Linked DNA regions of Rattus norvegicus: region 2 is linked to region 1. The links are chromatin contacts, called in public Hi-C maps. All regions are on one chromosome and are shown on one strand. The core of a region is the stretch at or near the end of the contact, and the rest is flanking DNA. Distances in the headings are between cores, read along the strand shown.

Region 1 (5,272 bases), core at 173-2,672:
GGAGCACTTAGTGCCCCGAGCTTAATCAAACCTTTAAACAAGGGATGCCTGGTATGAGCCTAAGCTGGAGAGATGGCTCAGTGGTCAAGAGCACTGCCTGCTCTCCCAGAGGTCCTGAGTTCAATTCCTAGCAACCACATGGTGGCTCACAACCATCTGTAGTGTGCATTCGATGCCTTCTTCTGGTGTGTCTGAAGACAGTGATAGTGTACCCACATACATAAAATAAATAAATATTTTTTAAAAAATGTATGAGCCCAAGGAAAAGAAGGCTTGAACAAAAAAGTAAACGGACTCCAGTCCAGCAAAGACTCTCAAAAAGAAAATTGCTGGCTTTTATTCCGCTCACGACAGGTAAACACACTAATGTCATTATCCTATGAGGCACAGGGCGACATGGTGCATTACTGGATCTCCAGGTCACCCTGTCTACCCTCTGACACTTAGCCTGGGGTTGTAGGCTCAGTGAGCCTCCGATTACCCTTTGCCTCTCTGGGGCTAATTATCAACCTCAGAGTCACCTGGGAAACTCCAACCAAGTGGTTTTAGTCAGTGAATCTGGGGATCTGTAAATGTCCTTCCTTGGAGGCCATGGGATCTTTCCTATAAGGTCTTGAAGGTGGGACACATTCCAGCTGTCCGTAGGGATTCATAAAAGGCTCTGTGCTGGTGTGGGGACATTAACCAAGCAGTCAGTCCCCCAGGTTCCAAGGGTCTCAGAAGTCCACCCCATAAGAGCCCTTGACAAGCCGAGGCCAGTAGGGAACAAGTTCTATAACTCAGGAGGATGCTTCTCTTAGACAATCCCCTTACACACGATGAACCCCTGAGTTCTGGTTTCAAGGACATTACCTTTAAAGGGGCATCTGCATACCATACCAGAGACTCAAGGGTCTCTTCCCAAATACTTGTCCATATTAGTGGTCAGTTCAGAGAAACTGTTTTCAATTACATGGTAAAATGAAAGAAAACAGATAAAATATTTTTAAAATCCCATAAAACTTTCTTTTCTTTTTGGCTGATTTATGAAACATCCACCCCATGTGGTTCTCTGTAGTAGCTTAACAGAAACTTTTTGGAAACCTGGAGAAAAACTGTTCAACCAGAACAAGCATAAATATCACAAAGTGCCCGCTAGGGGGCGCTTCAGTTTAAAAAAGCTGCAGAACAAACTCAAAACCCCTAATTTGGGTAACACGGGTCATTTTATTAACAGTTTATAAAAGGAACTGTTTTTGGAAAACGAAATGCCACTGTTTCTCTGACGTAACACAGAAAAACGATTTCAGAAGGCACTCCTGAAAAAAAAACTGCATTTTTCTGGCCGCAGTTGCTAAAAAGTAGCTGACTCAAGCGAGCAGGATTGGCCCAAAACTAAGTAAGGTCACTGTGCATGTGCCCCGGAAACCGAACCATCCCAAGAATGTGCACAAGGCTTCAGGCCCAAAATATCACGAAAAAACATCCTACACTGTGCCATGCTACTCCCACCCTCATCCCATCCCCATCCCCGACTCCACTACCGCTGGGAAAACAAGAAAACATTGGCAACTCGGAGACACTTGAAAGTGAGATTTAGGAGTAGCAGAAGTTTAATTTCATAATGCGTCGCATGTGCGTCCCCGAAGAGGGCAGAACCTACTTGTGGAAGGGGTCGTGTGACAGGGAAAAAAAAAAAAAAAGGTCAAGTAGACACTTTCCTTCCAGACGAAGCAGCAAATGGGAAGAAAAGTGAAGAGAGGGCCAGAGACCAGACACTCATGCTCTGTCCAGTCCAAAGTGGTTGATTTCTTTTTCATTAGTCATTTTTAAAACATAAATTATTCATTATGCTAAAAATAAATTCTCAGACTAGGAATTGAATACCAAGGGCTAGGAGAAGGCAAACGGAAACCTGGACAGAAATCTTCTACAAAGTTCAGCCAATGTGTGCTTGCATGCTGGGCTTCCCCGCCATTAGAAACCCCACCCTGCGGTGCCTGGGGCCGACTGAACATTTCTGTTCACTTGGTCAGAGCTAAGTGTAAGACAGCATTCCAAACTGCGTCAAAATCTTCTGTGATGCTCTTTGGAAAGATGTAATCAAGTTTAGAGGAAGTCAGCTGGGAGAGTCCTTGTCCGGAGTGACTGACGTCTTTCTGAGCAGAGGACGTTTAGAGATACAGAGGGACAGGCCATGGAACAACAAAGTCAGAGACTGGGGTGGCATGTCTATAAAACAAGATGCACCAAGGACAGGTGACAGCCCAGCAGTCAGGAGCAAAGTGGTGACCGGCTAGTGCCTGAAAGCCCCTGGAACCATCCCCAGAAGCCCCTGGAACTGTCCCTTCCCAGGCCTTGATTCTAGACCCTAGCCGCTGCAACTTTGAGAACATAGAGTTCTGTTGTTTAAGTCACCCGGCTTGTGGTATTTGTTCTGGCAGCCTAAGGACCGACCCCAAAGTCAGAAAAAGCCGATGGAACAGAGGAACCCTGTGAAGAGACCTTTCATTAACACAAGGTCCTGGGACATTCTCCCTGTGCTTGTCCCTCCCTTTCTCTCTTCAACCCCAATCGTTTTTTAGTACAGAGCATTGGCTTTCTCCCTCTCCAAGTCAACAACTCTTGGTGACTTCTGTAGCCATGTGTGTGACTTTGCAGTTCTCCTCAAATACCTAAAAACTACACAGTCTGCTGGGTGCTTAAACCACCGTGCTCCCTTGAATCACCCCGAGTATTTGCTGTGATCTTACCTATTCTTAAGTGGGCAAGAAGGGAAAGATACAGCATCTAGACTGTGCATACAGGTTATCGGCAGAGTAGTGCCTTAGCAAGGGCGTAATTCTAGCTTCAATCTGTTAGACAGGGGAAAAACCGCCAGGGAGGGAGGGAGGGAGGAAGGAGGGAGGAGAGGGCAGAGAGAAGGAGAAGGGAGGGAGGGAGAGAAAACAGAACATAAAGATAACAGATCTCTGAGATGCAAAGGAAGAGCCCCCCATGTTACAGAACTCAGAAGAAAGGATCCCTAGCTCCCTCTGACATACAGATACTTTGTGGTAGTGGTGCATGCCTTTAATCCCAGGACTCAAGAAACTGAGGCAAGCAGGACTCTGAGTTCGAGGCCAGCCTGATCCACTGAGTAAGTTCCAGAACAGCCATGGCTACCAAGAGAAACCCTGTCTTGAGATAGATAGATAGATAGATAGATAGATAGATAGATAGATAGATAGATAGATAGATAGATAGATAATGGATAAATAAGCAGCTGACTTTAGGAGCTCTTCTGTGTTGTGTGAGGCCTTGGTGGGGGACGGGTGTCAGGCAGATGTAACAGTGGTCCTGTGAGAGGCAGCAGAACTGAAAAATTCCTTTGGTGTTGCTAGTCTATCCTCTTAGAGTCACATCCCCATTGAGTTACCATTACCCATAGCATGGTGTACTTAAATGCTTCACGGCTGCAACCCAGAAGCAGAAAGTTGTATCGTATAGCCTATGTGTGAAGTAGAGTGTACCGTCCGGATTTGTAGCTGCAAATCTACAGTGTTCACACAGGGACAAAATCACCATTTTAACGAGGTATTTCCTAGAATGTGTTTAGGCACACAGCTTAGGCAGAAATGGCTCTGGTTTCTGAGAAGTCATAAATCTCAAATAGAATCATCCAAGGACCTTGTCATGCTCTCCTGTTCTGACACATACAAGAATTCCTCCTTCTGCCTAATTCCATTCTGAGAAAAAGCTACCCTGCCCCTGAGAGCCATTGGAATAAGCGGAACAAGCAGGGCTAAGTATTCTCCCTTAGTGTCCTGCCTCTGCCTGTTCCTGAGATGGGAAGGTCAGTAGCCAATTTTCTAGATGTATCACTGTGCTGATGGTACTCAGTGTCCCCACTGCCTGTCTCCAACATGAGTCCTGCCTTAGGGTTTGGACCTAAAGGATAATGTCCCTAGGATCAACCTCCCCAGCAGAATCCCTTATCCCTGTGAACTTCTGAAGAGTTGAAACATACAAGCATTTCTGAAAGTACTGAATAAAATTAAACAGTAATTGAAGAAACACATAGAAATACAAACCCATGCTGATTTTTTTCCCCACAATTCACAGGGTCTCTGCCACTTCTTATCCAAACCTGACACACAATTCAGACAGTAAAAATCTTGATGAAAAGTGCCATCTCACCCCCCCACCCCAACCCACCACCAATCACATCTCCTACGAAACTCACACTGGTTGATCGAAGGCATTGGTGACCTAGGGCTTAGTCTCCTGGTGAGTGGTAGATTAACCAGATTCTCCACATGTCATCATTGAGCTTGGGAGTTAGAAAAGTAGCTTTAGGGAGTGGCTTAGCACCATACAATCTCATATAATGGAGTAATTGATGGAAATAACCACAGAATAGGCATGACACCCGGGCAAGATGAATCACAGACACATCACAGTTGATCTCAGTGACAGCAAAGTCCCTGACAAGACAGATGATGCAGGATGAGGTCACAGGAAGATAAGGATGCAATGGATGGGACAGAAGCTCCCCCTCCCCACAGCAGGGAAACAAGATGAGATGAGAAGCTGCTGTGTCTGGAGTTAGGCGATTGCTAGGCAGTAGAAGAGACCTGTGTGGGAGCTGTGTGTCCTGGGAGTAGGGAAGGCAGGAACTCCCATGAGAAATAGCTTGGGAGTCAGATGCTGTCAGCACAGGTAAAGACTCTGACACCTTGAGTTTGATCCCTAGAACCTGCATGAAGGAAGGGCATGACTCCTGAACGTTGTCCTCATGGCCACCATAGCACACTTTGCACACACACACACACACACACACACACACCCCTTAATTGAATTGGAGGTCACAAGAGCTAGTCACCTGAATCCCACACATAGCAAGGGTGAAGGGATTCAAGAAAAATCACAAAGCATCAAAGATTCAACAGAGTATATTCATTGATCCAAACAAGGAGCATAGCAGACAGGAAGAGACTGTGGATAAAATGCACATACCCAACACAGTGGAGGAAAGTTGGTCAAAGAGAGTCCACAGAAGGGACTTCCAGGAGAATAGGGACAGTGAAGGGATTACTCCCTGTGGAATAAAGACCCCAGACAGATGGCTCAGGAACAAGAGTACCAGGCATCCCCTAGGAAAGACCCAGGAAAAGCTCCTGGGAAGGGAGGGGCTTCGCGCGGGAGGTTAGGGGGGTGGGGGCAGCTGAGGAATGGCAGGACTCCCATGCTTCTCAGGGAGGACAAGAATGTGCAGGCCCAGTACAACTCACCAGCCCTCAGGGTGCCTCAA
Region 2 (4,925 bases), core at 2,058-4,557, 310 kb after region 1:
TGGAGAGTGTGCCTGAAGACGGTTGAGATGTGTCCATACTGCCCAGTGTGACAGGGAGTAGCGCACTGTGCCAGCCGTGAAAGCACCTTTGATGTGAGCACTCTATAATGATCATTGTGTGTGCCGTGCTGTGTCCGTACTGCAGGATCTGGCCACTGTACTTGTTGAAAAGTTTCCCTGCTTTTTTTTTTTTCTTTCTTTCTTTTTCTGAATAGATAGAAATTACACATACATGAATAGATGAACTGATTTCCCCTCCCCAAAAGCATGGGGAGAGATGGGCTTTGTACTCTTCACGGTTACTGTTGTGCCACTAAGGTGACACTGTAGAAGTCACTTGGACGTAACAGTCAGTGTATTAAGTAATGCAGACGGGGATCATGCTAATTCAAAGTTAGTCCAAGTAAAGCTACTCACTTTGAATAGAAAACAGCTTCAAGGACTAGCATGCTTAATATAGGTAACTTGACTTGTGACTCAAACATCATGGAAGATTGCTGTTTGGTTTTGCTTTTGTAAGTCAGGGTCTACGCATGTAGCCCAGGCTGGCCTTGAACTCATGGTGCATGTATCTATCTCAGTCTACTGAATGCTGGGATAAAAATGTGCTACCAGCTGGGTGGTGATTGTGCACACCTTTAATCCCAGAATTTGGGGGGCAAAAGCAGGAGAGTTTCTGAGTTGGTGAAGCCAGCCTGGTCTGCAGAACAAGTTCCAGGACAGCCATGGCTACACAGAGAAATCCTGTGTTGAAAAACCAAAAAGGAAAAGTAACCATATTTAGCTAAATGAGTCCACAAGAGTCTCTGTGAATGGCTTTGTGTCCAGGCTCGGTGACTTTTAATCCTAGTATTCTTGGAGGCAGGGTCAAGTATCTTGGAGCTTGAGGGTAGCCTTTTTTACCAGGGCCATCCAGTGCTATGTAATGAGAACTGTTCAAAAGCAAAAAGGAAGTGACTCGTCACTAGGATGTGGGAGTGGGTTTGTTTTTGTATTTGACCAGGGTCTCACTATGTAGCTTTGGCAGGCCTCTGTATCTCCAGTGCTTGCCGGTGCCATCATGGTCATTTGGTTTAATAGAGCTTGTCAGCAGGTTTGTTTGTTCCTTTTTCTTTACTCCTCTCCCCTGCCCTGCTATCTCCCCTCCCCCCTTCTCCTCTCCCCTCCCTCCTATCCCCTCCCCCCTCCCCTCTCCCCTCCCCCCTCTCCCCTCTCCTCCATTTCTTTATGGAAGGTGTGGGAATTAAGAAAACAAGGCATTTTAAAGGTAAATTGCCAGATACAAGCATCTGTTTGGTTCTCTCAGCCCTGATCTGCCCCCTGGTGGACGCAGTGTGTCTTACTGGTCTCACACCTTTCTCTCCCATTCTTGGTATTACAATCAGAGAATATTCTTCTGAGCCTTCCATATTATCAAGTAAACTTTAAAACAAGCAGGTCAGGCATGGCTGAGATCCCCAGCTGGGTGTGGCAATGCCAGGCCTTTCGGCTTCCATTCTGTACCATTTCAAGGTTGTTCTGCTCTGAAACTCTACTTTTTTCCCCCCTAAAATATTAATTATTTATTTCTTTTTTTTCAAGCCCTACCGCATTAATTAAAATTTTAAAAATGTATGCCTATGTGTTGTTCCTGCATGAGATCACGTTCTGCACATGTGTGCAGGTGCCTACAGACAGTGTCGTTACGTACAGGCAGGTGTGAGCTGTCCCAGTGTCAACCAAGGTCCTCTGCAAGAGCAATACGTGCCCTACCCTGCTGAGCTGTCTCTCCAGTCCCCTAAATTCTACTTTTTAATGGACATTTAAGTGGAAGCTTATGCTATCATAAACCTTAAGTATATGACGTTACATATATGTGACTTTAAAACTCATGTAAGGATTCCCCCACCCCCCATGTATTAATAAGGTTAGTGTGAATCCTTGGTTGGCCTTCTACATTTGACAGTGACCTTAGTGTCTCTCCCTCTCCCTCTCCCCTCCCCTCTGTGTGTGTGTGTGTGTGTGTGTGTGTGTGTGTGTGTGTGTGTGTGTGTATAAGGAGAGTTTAGCTTCTTGTGGTTCTTTTGAATGTGAGTGAACTCTGAAGATGGTAGAGCAGTGTCAAAAACAAAAATCACAACTCATTTACTTGTAGGTGCCATTGAGTCCTTGTCACAATTTAGGAGTTGAGGCAACCTTCAAACCATTAGGTAGAGTGAGAGTTCTCCCTGGGACAGAGCAGAACAGAGGAATTCCTGAGAGGGACAGGGAGTGAAACAGGAGAACCACACAGACTGGCTGATCCCAGGCTACCTTTGTAAGGGTTGAAGTGGAGGAACTTCCTGCTCAGATTGACCCAGACAGACTGGAGTCTCCTGATTTCAGTAAAACCTAGTTGAGCCTGGAGTTCATGTGCTTCCATAAGGCTTCAGTTCGATTGTGCAGCACTTGTCAGGAGTGACTCCATTTTGGTGTAATTTCGTCCTTCCTTCAGAGCCCTGTACAGAGCACAGTCCTAAACAATGCCCCCTATAATTCTGTCCTGGGTAAAACGCTAAGGCTGGCTTGTCTGTACTGCTTCACACTGGGACAGTGTGTGGTAAGCGGCCAGCCTTCACTGTCAGTCAAAGGGGGTGAGTAATCCAGAGGAAGTGTTGGCTCTTCGCTTACTTGCTGTTTGGAGTTTTCAAAAATGGAGCCATTTCTTAACCGTGTCTTCTGTATTGTGGGATGGTATGAGAATCACTGGGTTCTTGAGGTGTGGCTTGCTGGGTGCTGAGGAGAGTTGGCTGTTTGCTTGGAATGGGACTATGTGACACAGGCCATGGTCTGTGACTGACATACAGTAGGAAGCAGGTGAAGGACATGTGTATGGGTGAGGACAGTCTAGAATGGGACCAAACCCTGTGGAAAAGCTCCTCTTGTTATAAACCTCACAGAGGCTCGGAGAACCTTCTCTGTGGAGAGCATGAGGCTTGGACCTGGTGGATGACTGACGACAGAGATTTGAACTTTAGCCTCTGCTCCAACCGAGTGCTACGTCCTGCAGAAGCCATGATGCAAGGACTTTGTTTAACCTTTGGACATAGTCTTTTAGACGCTAGAGATGCCCCTTTAGTTAGCCATCAACTAGGAAATGACAGAAATTAGGTTTGATCTGATTTATGTTTTAAGAAAAAATGTGTTGTTTGGGAATTTGATTCATAGGAAGGGCGTTGCTTGATCAGCAGATGCAAACAGAGAAAGGGAGAATGTAAGGACCAGACATTGTAGGCATGCATGGATCTAGAACTACCAGCTGCAGTCTGTCCTGCTAGCAGCCCAAGCATGCCAGTGCATGGAGAGTCAGTTCCTGGAGCACAGTCTGCTGCTGGTGTTCACCCGCCTCCTTCCTGATTACAGAGCACAGCGCTCCCAGCTCTTTGAGCCTCACTGCCCTGAACACTTTGATTTCTTCTTTAGGTAATTTGGCATAATCAAAAGTATCCAGCTGTTACATGCTTACATGCTTGGGGGGATGTGCACATCAGGTTCCACGGCTGATTTTCTCTCCAGCTGTCTCACTCTCTTCGTCGAAGCAGGGTCTCTGATGTTTCTCCTGAGCCTACTCGATCCTGTCTCTTCCCTTCTCTACCTTTTTCCCCCCCTCAGAGTTTTCCTGGTCTCCCAATCCCAGCTGGGCAGCTTCTCCAAGTCCCCAGGTATCATTTCCTGGTACCTCACAACCTGGGTTGGGTTCTGAGTGCTCATGATGGTCACCCCAAAATATGCCCTTCCTCTCACAACTCTCTCTCATAGCTGCCCTATGCCAACGCTGAGGTCTGGAAGCCACTTTTTTTTTTTTCTTGGAGGTAGATTTGTTTTGTTCTCTCCAATGTAAAGTAAAACTATCAAAGTCAACCGCGCTGATTTCATGTGTACAGCGTGGTAACTTTGGACAGATGTGGAAACTGTTATCAGCATCCAGGTCGTCATGCTGGTAGGCTCATTGATACCCATATCTGTCCAGAGCCTCTCTGTCACATACTGCCCCACCTCCACCCCCAAGTCTGTCAGGGGTGCTGTGCATGCTCCCTGCCCAGCCCTAGGACTGAACTTCTACCTCAGAGTGTCAGAGGGTGATAACCTGGATTTAAGAAACCCTGTCTATCTCAATCAGGAAATGTCCCCAGTTTGTTTCTCTTGACTTTTGTTTGCTTCTTTTGTTTTTAGTCAAGGTCTTACATAGTAGCATCGGCCTTGCTAGGTAGGCAAGGATGACTGTGAACTTCCTGCATGTTTGTACAACTATTCCTGGTTTATGCAGTACAGGGAGTCAAATCCAGGTTTTCAGCACAATAGGCAAGAGCTCTACCTACTGAGCTATACTTCCAGTACCTGCCTCTTTCTTGTTTTTTTTTTTCCAATCAGCAATACTTGCCAGCTCGATGTGTACCTATTAAGACATAAGTAACCATTTGGCTGTTTCCTTGAACCTTCTCTCTAGCTTGGACACTCCTCAGTCTTGTATGATGTCAGTGTCAGGCATACACTAAGCACTGGGCTGTGCCCAGATCAGGTATGTAAAAAAGGACTGTTAAGTCCTGAATCAGGATGGTGCCCATTGTGGATAAAAGGTAACTCTGCCCAGACTGGCTCGACTGTGAGTCACTCTCCTGTCTCAAACATTAAACAGGACAGTTTCCAGGTCCTAAGACTCGCTGCCCCAGGTAGGCCTGTGTGGTAATTTCTTCGGTTCTACCTTTGGATCTCGTGGGAGGTGTCGACTTATGGGTATTTGTTCTCTGCGGAGAGAACACATGTCTGCCTGTCTGATTACCAGGACCCCTTGGAGCCCTTGCTATGATGCATTTTTCTTTGGAATCATGATATCCATGCTCAAAACTAATGTTTACAAAGGGGACAAGGTATTTGTGATGGGCCTGGCAAATGCAAGTATTTACTGA

Evidence for each region. Hi-C and Micro-C count contacts between places; a contact is called where the count stands out from the background.
Region 2: a contact with region 1 is called in a Hi-C map of kidney, with 5 times the contacts expected there. The contact joins two enhancer-like sites. A contact is called at or near these places in 12 of 12 Hi-C or Micro-C datasets (the A7r5 cell line, the Rat2 cell line, Schwann cells and 7 more) and 1 of 1 datasets of contacts at active chromatin or transcription factors (oligodendrocytes).

The regions. Positions count from the first base shown.
Region 1 is chr2:77,629,884-77,635,155 of GRCr8, forward strand. No RefSeq gene overlaps it. Among named protein-coding and RNA genes, the nearest start is that of Basp1, 38 kb to the left of the region's middle. Within about 2 kb of position 1,423, at least 17 of the 93 cell types and tissues checked have an H3K27ac peak or open chromatin away from gene starts, as enhancers often do. A contact at or near this core is called in hepatocytes, kidney and liver, where this site is marked.
Region 2 is chr2:77,939,879-77,944,803 of GRCr8, forward strand. The region is part of intron 4 of Myo10 (myosin X); the gene reads left to right. Among named protein-coding and RNA genes, the nearest start is that of Myo10, 110 kb to the left of the region's middle. Within about 2 kb of position 3,308, at least 6 of the 93 cell types and tissues checked have an H3K27ac peak or open chromatin away from gene starts, as enhancers often do. A contact at or near this core is called in hepatocytes, kidney and liver, where this site is marked.